2 separate regions of the Mus musculus genome follow, and region 1 is linked to region 2. The links are chromatin contacts, called in public HiChIP or PLAC-seq maps. All regions are on one chromosome and are shown on one strand. The core of a region is the stretch at or near the end of the contact, and the rest is flanking DNA. Distances in the headings are between cores, read along the strand shown.

What was found. HiChIP or PLAC-seq counts read pairs in DNA pulled down with a chosen protein or histone mark.
Region 1: an H3K27ac HiChIP or PLAC-seq map of the HPC-7 cell line shows a contact between it and region 2, with 5 times the contacts expected there. The contact joins the promoter of Eral1 here to the enhancer-like site in region 2. A contact is called at or near these places in 17 of 39 promoter capture datasets (3T3-L1-derived adipocytes, the C10 cell line, the HPC-7 cell line and 12 more), 2 of 15 datasets of contacts at CTCF or cohesin (the NIH/3T3 cell line and pro-B cells), 12 of 484 Hi-C or Micro-C datasets (the G1E-ER4 cell line, the HL-1 cell line, the HPC-5 cell line and 9 more), 15 of 115 datasets of contacts at active chromatin or transcription factors (the 230-238 cell line, CD8 T cells, the HPC-7 cell line and 8 more) and 4 of 9 other capture datasets (adipose tissue, embryonic stem cells, liver and 1 more).

What each region holds. Positions count from the first base shown.
Region 1 is chr11:78,077,834-78,082,758 of GRCm38.p6, reverse strand. It overlaps Eral1 (Era (G-protein)-like 1 (E. coli)), which reads left to right and starts at 2,376. Exons shown (of 10, transcript NM_022313.2): 1 at 2,376-2,682; 2 at 4,370-4,497; 3 at 4,865-4,925. The coding sequence starts at 2,400.
Region 2 is chr11:78,115,999-78,121,453 of GRCm38.p6, reverse strand. All of the region lies in intron 1 of Fam222b (family with sequence similarity 222, member B), which reads right to left. Among named protein-coding and RNA genes, the nearest start is that of Fam222b, 24 kb to the right of the region's middle. Within about 2 kb of position 1,378, at least 37 of the 459 cell types and tissues checked have an H3K27ac peak or open chromatin away from gene starts, as enhancers often do. A contact at or near this core is called in the G1E-ER4 cell line, the HPC-7 cell line, bone marrow-derived macrophages and 1 more, where this site is marked.

The sequences.
Region 1 (4,925 bases), core at 1,127-3,626, 40 kb after region 2:
CACCACACCCAGCTTGGTTTTTGTTTTTTTTTTTTTTTTTTTTTTTTTTTTGTGACAGGGTTTCTCTGTATAGCCCTGGCTGTCCTGGAACTCACTCTGTAGACCAGGCTGGCCTTGAACTCAGAAATCTGCCTGCCTCTTCCTCCCAAGTAAGGTTTAGTTCTTAATAGCATGTGTTCAGCTTACAACTCCTATAACTCCAGCTCCGGGAAACTGGACGCCTCTGGCCTCTGGATCCCTATACACATGTAGCACATGTGCTCATGATTATAAGTAAAACAAAACAAAACAAAAACCCAGCTGAGCTTGGTGGCACACACCTTTAGTCCCAGCAATCAGGAGTCAGAGGCAGATGAGTTTCAGGCAGGCCAGGACTGTGAGACCATGTCTGGAAAAAACAATAAACCAAAAAAAAGTATAAATCTTTAAAAACCAAATATTTACTTTGACACTTTGATTCATTTCCCTTAAAATTTTGTCAGCCCTGGGATTTGTCTCCATCTGTTAACACCGAAGTCTTTAGTATGTATTCTTTGGCTGACTTTGCAGTATGCAATTTATCTACTTTTGAGTGTAGGGGACAGTCTCACTACGTAACCCTGATGGCCTGGCAATTGATATGTAGCTCTGGCTGTCCTCAAACTTGCAGAAATCTTTGCTTTGGTATCCAGATTTCTGGTATAGCCAGAAAATACTACCACACCCACTCACTCACCAAGCCTGAACAGCAACTGTTCTCACCAGTTTACCCATGTCCCCCGCCATTTTAAATTTTTGTTTTATTTATTCACAAACATGGTCTTCCCATGTATCTCTGACTTGCCTAGAATTGACTAGGTAGACCAAGCTGACTTCTAACTTGCAGAGATCATCCTTCTTCTGCCCACTAAGTGCTGGGATTAAGACAACATCTAATCTTCCAGGTTTCTCAACCTACCCTTACCCGTTTTTTTTTTTTTTTTTTAAATAAATCTTTTTTTTTTTTTAAAGATTTATTTATTTATTATATGTAAGTACATTGTAGCTGTCTTCAGACACTCCAGAAGAGGGTACCAGATCTCGTTACGGATGGTTGTGAGCCACCATGTGGTTGCTGGGATTTGAACTCTGGACCTTCGGAAGAGCAGTCGGGTGCTCTTACCCACTGAGCCATCTCACCAGCCCCCCTTACCCGTTTTTTAAGACAAGTATTCATCCCAGGCTGGCCCTCAATATCCTCATCCTTTGGCCTCCACCTCCTAAATGTTGGGGTTACAGGAACGCTCCATCACATACAGCTACCTGCTTTTTTTTTTCTTCTGCTCATTTTCCTTCAGTAAGATTTAATCTCAGAGCCTCGAGATTTAATCTCGAAAAAAAAAAAAAGCTTTAATCTCAGAGAATAGATAGGAGTTGATATTTAGAGAGGTAAATACAGTCTGCTACTCAACAGGAATGTTTACCACAGAACCACCCTTTAACTGAGGTCTAGACACCAAAAAGGTGCAGACTTCACAAAGCAACCTGTGCTGACTAGTTTTATGATAACTTGACACAAGCTGGTGTCATCTCAGAGGACGGAACCTCGATTGAGAAATTGCCTCCATAAGATTGGGCTGTAGGCATTTTCTTAATTAACTGTTGATATGGGAGGCATTGTGAGTGGTGCCACACCTGGGCTGGTGTTCCTAAATGCTATAAGAAAGCAGGCTGAACAAACCATGAGGAGTAAGCCAGTAAGCAGCATCCCCCTCCACGGTCTCTGCATCTACTCCTGTCTCCAGGTTTCTGCTTGGTTTGAGCTCCTTCCTTGTCTCCCCTCAGTGGATTGTGAGTCTAGACATATAAGCCAAATAAAACCCATTCTTCCCCAAGTAGCTTTTGGTTATGGTGTTTCATCACAGCTATAGTAACCCTAAGACTGCCACGCCCAGCTAAAACACAGCAAAAGAGGAAATAAGAAAGGATCCTGCAGGGTTGAGGCTAGAAAGCACTTAAAAAAGAAAAAGAAAAAAATCTAGTGAAATGAAGCTTAGAGCCCGTTCCCATGCCCACGCCCACTCCTAGCAATAAGAGAGTTTCTCCTCTTAAGCCGCTAAGAGGAGCTTCTGCGGTATGGTGTCCCGAGGAATGTCATTAGGAAGACATGGTTTAAAAGCTCTTTACACAACTTTGGCAGGAGGAGAAATGATGTGTTTGGGAGTCCAAGACGACTGTTATACTCAGGCAGGAAACACAGCACAATTTTGCCTTTCCTTAGCCTTTGGATACCGTCTTTCCCTCCGCCTCCTAGGGTATCCCTTGTTGTAGAATGGAGATTCTGTTTGGGCCGATCTAGCTTTCTTCCACTCGTTGGTCCGTGGGCTTCTCGGTCCAATCGCGTCGCGCTTCTGATCGGTACCAGGGTGCATTGCGGCAAAATGGCTGCCCCCAGGCGGTACTGCGCTGGGCTCGTTCGGGCCTTGTTAGGGGCCCGACAGGTGGGTTCGCATGCAGGGAGGGAATGGCTTGCTCCGCCCGGCTGTCTTCTAGGTAACCAGGCGAGGTGCGTGTCCTGTGTCGTGGGCTCCACTTTCTCTGGTCCCCTCCTGGCCTCGGCCTCTAGTCGTTATGGTCAGGACTCCGCCTTGGACCGTATCCTTGGATTTTCTCAGCCTGACAGTTCGTTGGTTCCGAGCGTCCCCGCGGTGTCGGTGCACAGAGGTAAAGGGTCCAGCTATGTTAGTTACAGGTGTTTGGTTCTATGACATGTTTTGATGTGTAGCCCAAACCAGCTTGGAATTCGGATCTTCCCGCTGCAGCCTCTTAAGTGTTGGGATTACAGGTGTTGGCCATGACCGGCCTCTGATGGTTTTAGCAGTGGAAATCATGTATCGTAAGTAAAATCCCTCTGCCTCTAGAAATAGCAGTTTAACTTCTCATTTAATAAAAAATAAACCTGAGCCCAAGGAGAGGCGAGTGGAGAAGGCTGTCAAAGAGTTTGAAAGTGAGGGTCTGTGAAACAGACGAAGGCTCTTGTTGCTTGACAACCTGAGTTCAGTCCTTGGAACTCATATGGTGGAAACTGAGACCCAGACAGTTTTGCCCTAACTACCATAAGCTCCCACTGACACACAAATAAATAAATATAGCAACATAAAGAGTTTTAGGAATGTGAAGAACCTAGACCCTCTGTTGGTTACAGTCAGTCATTAGTCAAGGCAAAGTTGTCTCCCTCAGTCCTCAATGCCCAGCCTGTGTTTTTTTTTTCTCCCATACAGTTGTCATTTTGAAAAAGAAGTTATTCATAAATAGTTAATGTGATTCCATATTACATATGAAAAAAAAAAAAAACAAGAGACTTAGAGAGTTTAGGTAACCTAATGATCAAGTAAGCTCAAATGCCAAACTATTCTCAAAGTTAAGAATGGGTTGGCTTCTGCCAAGCCATTACCAGGTCCTCAAGTCCTCATCAAGCAGTATAGACCCAATACGTGGATCTTGAGCCCTATCTACTTGGTTTAATCCTAAATTAAGTCAGGCCTTATGGTGCATGCCTGTAGTCCCTACACTGAGGAGGTGGAGGTGGAAGATCTGGAGAAAAATTTCAGCTCTGACTGTGGTACCCTATGCTGCTATGAAGGTACTGCAAAATGTTTCAATCTCTCCTTATGATACTGCATTGCAAGTAACAGTGCCTAGTCTCCTACCAGACTGTAGTCCATGCTTCTTTCAGGGTGACATTGAGACAGAGTTTCACTCTAGACCAGGATAACCTGGAGCTCACTATCCCCAGCCTCCTGCATGTGGGGATTTCAGGTTCGAGCCACCACATCCATTTTATAAAGTGCCGTTTCTTTGGTATCATTTAGTGTGGTGGTTTTGTTTTTTTGAGGCAGGGTCTAGTTATGTAGCCCAGGTTGGCCTTGGTCTCAAAGGAGATCCACTCTTTTTTAAACCTCTTTTTTTTTTTTTTTTTTTTTTAAAGATTTATTTATTATATGTAAGTACACTGTAGCTGTCTTCAGACACTCCAGAAGAGGGAGTCAGATCTCGTTACGGATGGTTGTGAGCCACCATGTGGTTGCTGGGATTTGAACTCCGGACCTTCGGAAGAGCAGTCGGGTGCTCTTACCCACTGAGCCATCTCACCAGCCCCTCTTTTTTTTTTTTTAAAGATATATTTACTTATTATATGTAAGTACACTGTAGCTGTCTTCAGACACATCAGAAGAGGGCATCAGACTTAGAGAGGTAACCTAATGAAATCAAGTAAGCTCAAATGCCAAGCTAGTCTCAAAGTTAAGAGTGGGTGGCTTCTGCCTGGGGTGCTCATCTTTTATGTTGACTGCTTCCTTAGTTATCAGAGATGAGTATCCAACCTATCACTCCCGTTCCCATCCTAACACAGATGAGCAGAATCTACTCTTGGTGCACACTCCCGACATGCCTGAGAATCCACGGGTCCTCCGCGTGGTCCTCCTGGGAGCCCCAAATGCAGGGAAGTCAACACTTTCCAATCAGCTGCTGGGCCGTAAAGTATGCTACAGATATCTCATCTCAACCTCTACACCTCCCTTTTAACACGTTATTTTCTGTATATGGGTGTTTTGCCTGCAAGTATGTGTACTGCTTGTGTGCTTGGTACCCACAGAAGCCAGAAAAAGGTGCTAGATCCTCTGAAACTGGAGTGACAATTAGTTGTGAGCCACCACTTAGGAACTGGGAGTTGAACCTAGGTCCACTGGAAGAGAAAGTAGTTCTGTTATCCACTGAACTATCTCTCTAGCCCTCTATACCCATCTTTTTTTTATTTTTTTATTTTTTCCATTCACTTCTTGCTTTTCTTTTATGGATGGCCTGGGAGAGATCTGGGGTCTCATTGGAACCTCTCTCTTTCTGGAAGGTGTTTCCTGTTTCAAAGAAGGTGCACACCACTCGATGTCAAGCTCTGGGGGTCATCACAG
Region 2 (5,455 bases), core at 129-2,628:
GGAAGATTCATTATTTATACCCGCAATTGTTTACTCTGTCCTATTTTCCAATCCATCCAGGCCCAAGGGCAATGTTATCATTGGCCTGCTTCCAAAATGGACACGTTAGCTCATTGTCCCACTAGTTATAAAACCAGAGAGAGTCAAACAATGAGATCTAATACCACAGAGCAACCTCATCTGCCACCTGACCCAAAACCAAAATTTCTTTGACTAAATGAAGCCTATTTATCATCATGGTTGGCTGTTTACTTGATTAATTTATTAATTACCAATTTCTTTATAGTCTCCCTATGTAGCACAGGCTAGTCTCAAATTTAAAATCCTACCTCAGCCTCTGACTGCTGCAGGCATATGACTGCTCTGAGGCACTGACCAACATATGTACAACTCAACAAGCTTTTTTTCCCAATAATTTATTTAATTTTACTTTATGTGCATTAGTAATATGCCTGCATGCATGTCTGTGTGAGAGTTTCGGATCCCTTGGAACTAGAGTTACAGACAGTTGTGAGCTGCCATGTGGTTGCAGTTGAACCCAGATCCTCTAGGAGAGCAGCCATTGCTCTTAATTGCTGAGCCATCTCTCCAGCACCCCCACCACACACAATTTTTTTGGTGAGTCAAAAGAATTCTTAAAAGGCAACATCATTAGAAAGGCAGCCCTGGTTCTCATCAGGGACAGACCTGCAAACTTCTGAGGATTAAACTGACTGAGATACAATCTGCCTGGACCATTCTTCAGGAAGTATTCAGTAACTCACCAGCAGCGTTTAGATTTCGAACCTGGGACAAAGAGCTAGATGCCTACTGAACATATCAAAGTGGACCTGGCCACCAGGTTCTCCCTGAGCCCCTCAGCCCCTACCTGTCATAGGGTCTGCTACCTACCTCGCATCCAGTCCTCTACCCTGAGCTCTCCCGTCTAGGAAAAATGGGCTGCTCTGCTGTACATAATCCAACCATTTGACTACCCGCCCCTGTTCATACTTTGGCCTCCTGCTGTTGCACCTGGTCCCCTTTTCCTCTCTTCCTCCCTCTATCCTCTGTCTCACACGGCCCAGATCAGGGTCACGTCCACTCTGGACTCTCCCAGAGGGACCTGGCTCTGGCTATGCTCTCCTACATATCTAAAATAAACATGTTCCTCCAACATACCACAGAGCAACCTCATCTGCCACCCGATCCAAAACCAAAATTTCTTTGACTAAATGAAACCTATTTATCATGTTTCTTTCCTTCCCCTTTGTATTTCTTTTATTCATTCAGCAACCCATGTCCTAAATCTTTATCTGAGTGGTGAACAGATACAAACCCTACCCACCGAGTCAGCCCTCAGGACTGAACTCAGCACAGAACTTCCTCAAAAGCCTGAGCTTGACTCCACAGTCAAGCCTGAGTGAGGGAGAGAAGGCGAGAGGGCCGCCGATGGCTCAGAAGGGAAGGAGCCTGCGGCCAGCTCTGAGGGCCTGAGTTCAGTCTCCAGGAACCAACTCCCACAAGTCGTCCTCTGACCCCCAGATGCTCCTGGTGAGCCCTGTGCATGTGTGCACGCATCTTAAATAAATTAATTAAAAATGGTAAAAGAGAAAACACACAAGATACTGGTTGTGAGCTTAGGAGGCAGAGGCAAGCAGACCTCTGGGTTTGAGGCCAGCCTGGTCTACAGGGCCAGTTCCAGGAAACCTGTGGGGAGGAAAAAAAAGCAAGCAAAAAAAAAGATACTGGCTGTGACGTATGATTGATAAAGCTAAAAACTGTCATCAGACACATCTCCACATGAACACACTGCCTCTCACTTAAAGCAGCATCCCAAGACCTCTAATACCTTCTCGCCTTGAGCGCTCCCCACCTCCAAAGCGCACTACACCCAAGCATATTATTCCAAGAACTAAGCAAAGCGAAGAAGCCAATGCTTCCTTCACTTTCTCAAGGGATCGTTTCACACTTCAGATGTGATTAGACTAGAGTCTCCCCTTAAAGAGAACATAAAGCCATTTTTCTTACAATCCAAGCTGCACATCACAGGGGTAAACACACTGCTAAAGAAAAGTCAATGCCCTACTTTAACTTCAGTGAACTGTCCCTTCAACCTAACAAACTACAACCCGCAGCTCTGCATAACTGTTTCCTTGCAGAAGCTATATCTGAGCTCCCAAGACCTTTAAATGATACCTGGAGACGAACTCAGATACACCATTAATAACTCTATACATAGCCTCTTGCCTCCTGGGAAAAATCCTTTGGGGAGCCCAACTATCACACCATACAAATTACTGACTGCAGAGCCAGACAAGAAAACAGACCTGTTAGATCTGGCGGTATAACTCAGTTGACAGTGATTTGCCCACATGCACAAAGCCCTCTACACTGTAAAAATTAAGTAATAAATAGTAAGAAAAAAACTGTAATCCCAGCCCTTAGTAGTCTAAGGCAGGAGGATCTGGAGTCCAAGACCAGAGGTAAGGAAATGGCTCGATGGGTAAATTCCTTGCTATACAAGCATAAAGACCTGAATCTGGGGGCCAGTTGTGGTGATGCACATTTCTGATCCCAGCACATGGGAGCCAGAGGCAGGAGGACCTCCGTGAGTTCCAGGCTAGGTCTACATAGTAGGGCAGCCAGAACCACATAAAGACCCTGTTTCAAAAAAACTAAACTAAAACCAAAACCAAACAACCAAACAACCAAACCCAACCTGAATTTAGGTCCCTAACATCCACATATCTAAAACCACAGTGCTAGGTCAGAGATCAGGGGCAGCAAGGAAGCTTGCTCTGTCTGAGTCAGCACAGTCCAATCCAGTAAGAAATCCTGACTGAGTATAGTAAAGGGGATAGAGGGATGGCTCAGAAGCTAACAAACAGCACTGGCTGCTCTTCCTGGACTAAATTCCAAGCACCCACACAAAAGCTTACAATCATTTTGTCTATAACACAAGTTACAGGGGATCCCATGCCCTCTTCTGGTCTTCAGGGACACCAGGCACACCGGTGATCCACAGGTATAACACCTACATACATAAAATGAAAATTTTAAGACCTTTTTTTTTTTTAAAAAGAAAAGAAAATTTCTTGATCAACCTCTGGCCTCCACGGAGACCAGTTACCCTGCACATGCATACACACACACATACATCTTAAGGCTGGACTCTGCTACAGAGTTAGACCCAATCTCAAAAACAAGACAAAAAACCTGGAGCAAAGTACAATGTAACTTCATAAAAAGCCATATTAAGTGTTCACACCTGGGAGAAGAGAAAAGAAAAATCTAGGGTATCAAACAGGGGGGCAAACAGATCAAAAGCAGCATGGTTCCTGGTACTTCTCTGCCTACTGCTTCCCCACCTTGCTAGAGAGCCAAGCACACTTCAAAGGAGTCACAGTCACACTATCGTCCCAGAGCAAGGAAGGCAAAGACAGGTGGATCTCCTGAGTTTGACACCGGCTTGGTCTACGTATTGAACTCCAGACTAGCCAGAACTATATAGTGAGGCACTGTCTCAAACAGACAAAAATAAATATTTTATATTTTATTCACTACACTAGCCGTCCAAAGCGTGAGTCGGTGATGTTAACACTATTCTCTGTAACGAGTTAGGTAAGCTCTGTCCGGAGGATCAGCTCTCTTCCCTATTTAAACATAATTTGGAGCCCTTAGGGATAAAAGCATTTAAAAAAAAATTTTTTTAAGCCAACATAGGATTATTGTGGTTTTCTTTTTTTTTAAAAATTCAATACTAATACTTACTTGAAATGTATAAAATATGTATTTGTGTGTGTGTGTGTGTGTGTGTGTGTGTGTGTGTATACACACGTGGAGACAAAGTTCATTTCCTGATTTATTTTTCCATCACTGAGGTGACTTCCTGTCCCTTTCTACCTCTCTTCTGTTTATTGTTTTGAGACAGGGTGGTGAAGGCCAGGTTGGCCTTGAAGCTCTAATCTTTCCTCCCTTGTTTTGACAGAGTCCCCTAGGCAAGCACCCTATCATCTAAGCTCCGTCCCAAGTCCCCTATTTTCCATACTTGACTCTCATCCCAATTGTTCCTGACTGGTTAGAGATAAAATAAATCATCAAGAAAAATTACTCATCCAGCTAAAACTGTGACACAGCTGCAGAACATCAATTACATCTTCAAAACTGAACTCTAGTTACAACAGCCACTGGGAATTAAACCTGGAATAGGACAATAAATGAATCACTTTAGTTAATATTTATATAAAATATTGTCAAGACACTGGTGCTCACCTCTTCTGACATAGCTCCTCTTTGCTAATCAACACAAAAATAAAGCCAGTCTGATCGAAAATGCGCAACATGAAGAGAAGCCGGGGATGGTGGCTGTTATCCCAGCACTGCTGAGGCAAAGGCAGCTTAGGTGGACTGCTGTAAACTCCAGGACAACCTGGCTACCAGGCCAACTACACAGGGAGACTCTGTCTTCAAAAAATAACAACAAAACAAAAAGCAAAGATAACATGGACACTGACATCCAAAAGCACACCCTTTGTCCCTAATACTGTAATTTCTGGGCATTTCACCTTCGATTGGTAACTTTCCTTCTACTTAAAATATGTAAAGAATTCCCTAATTGGAGCTGGAGAGACCCATGTATTTCAGAAAGGATTCAGATCTAGCACAGTGGTGCACACCTGTTAATTGCCAGTAGTTTGCAGGAAGCTAAAGCAGGATGATAGGAATTCCATGGCAGGCTGAACCTAAACTATAGAGGGAGTTCCTCTTAAAAAAAAATTATTAAGTTTCAAAGGCAAAGAACTCCAAAAATAAAAATTGTCTAAATTGTAATTATTCAGCCACCCAAATTATTAAAAGATTAAGAAGAACTCTTAAAAAGACAAATCAGACTACATTTTTTTAAAAGATGCAGCTTTGGTGACAGAAACAAATCCCTTCACGAGCCCATGAATACTATGTATAGTATATATATGACTATATACTTTATAGTCATGAAACCTATGACTATAAGACATACAGCAATGGAGAGGCTGGTAAGTAAGGCCTTCAAGTTCAGTAAGAAGGTAAGTTTCCCGGCTCCAGCTCTTTCTCCTTTAGGGCTGAGCCAATACACAAAGCCTGTGACAGTGTTCTCAAGAAAGAGACTTTACCAGAGTTAATCACTAACAATTATCAGGATTGCTTTTAACTACCAAGGCCGGAGGGCTGCTCCTCCTTCCAACCAAAACCTCCGCCTCTTTAAGATTACTGCTGCTGATTAAGACCGACCCAAAGAGGAGAATAAGGGCAGCCGTAATGAACACAGATGCTGTATAGTTTAAAAAAGCCAATCCTGGGTTCTATCTTTCCCCCTCCGGTTTACTGCATCAGATGCCACATGAAAAAGGCTCCTCTTTTTCCCATCTGTGCAATTTACTACGCGGCCGACATCTACACGTCGGTAAAAAGAGAAGTGTCCTGAATCTCCTTAACCAGC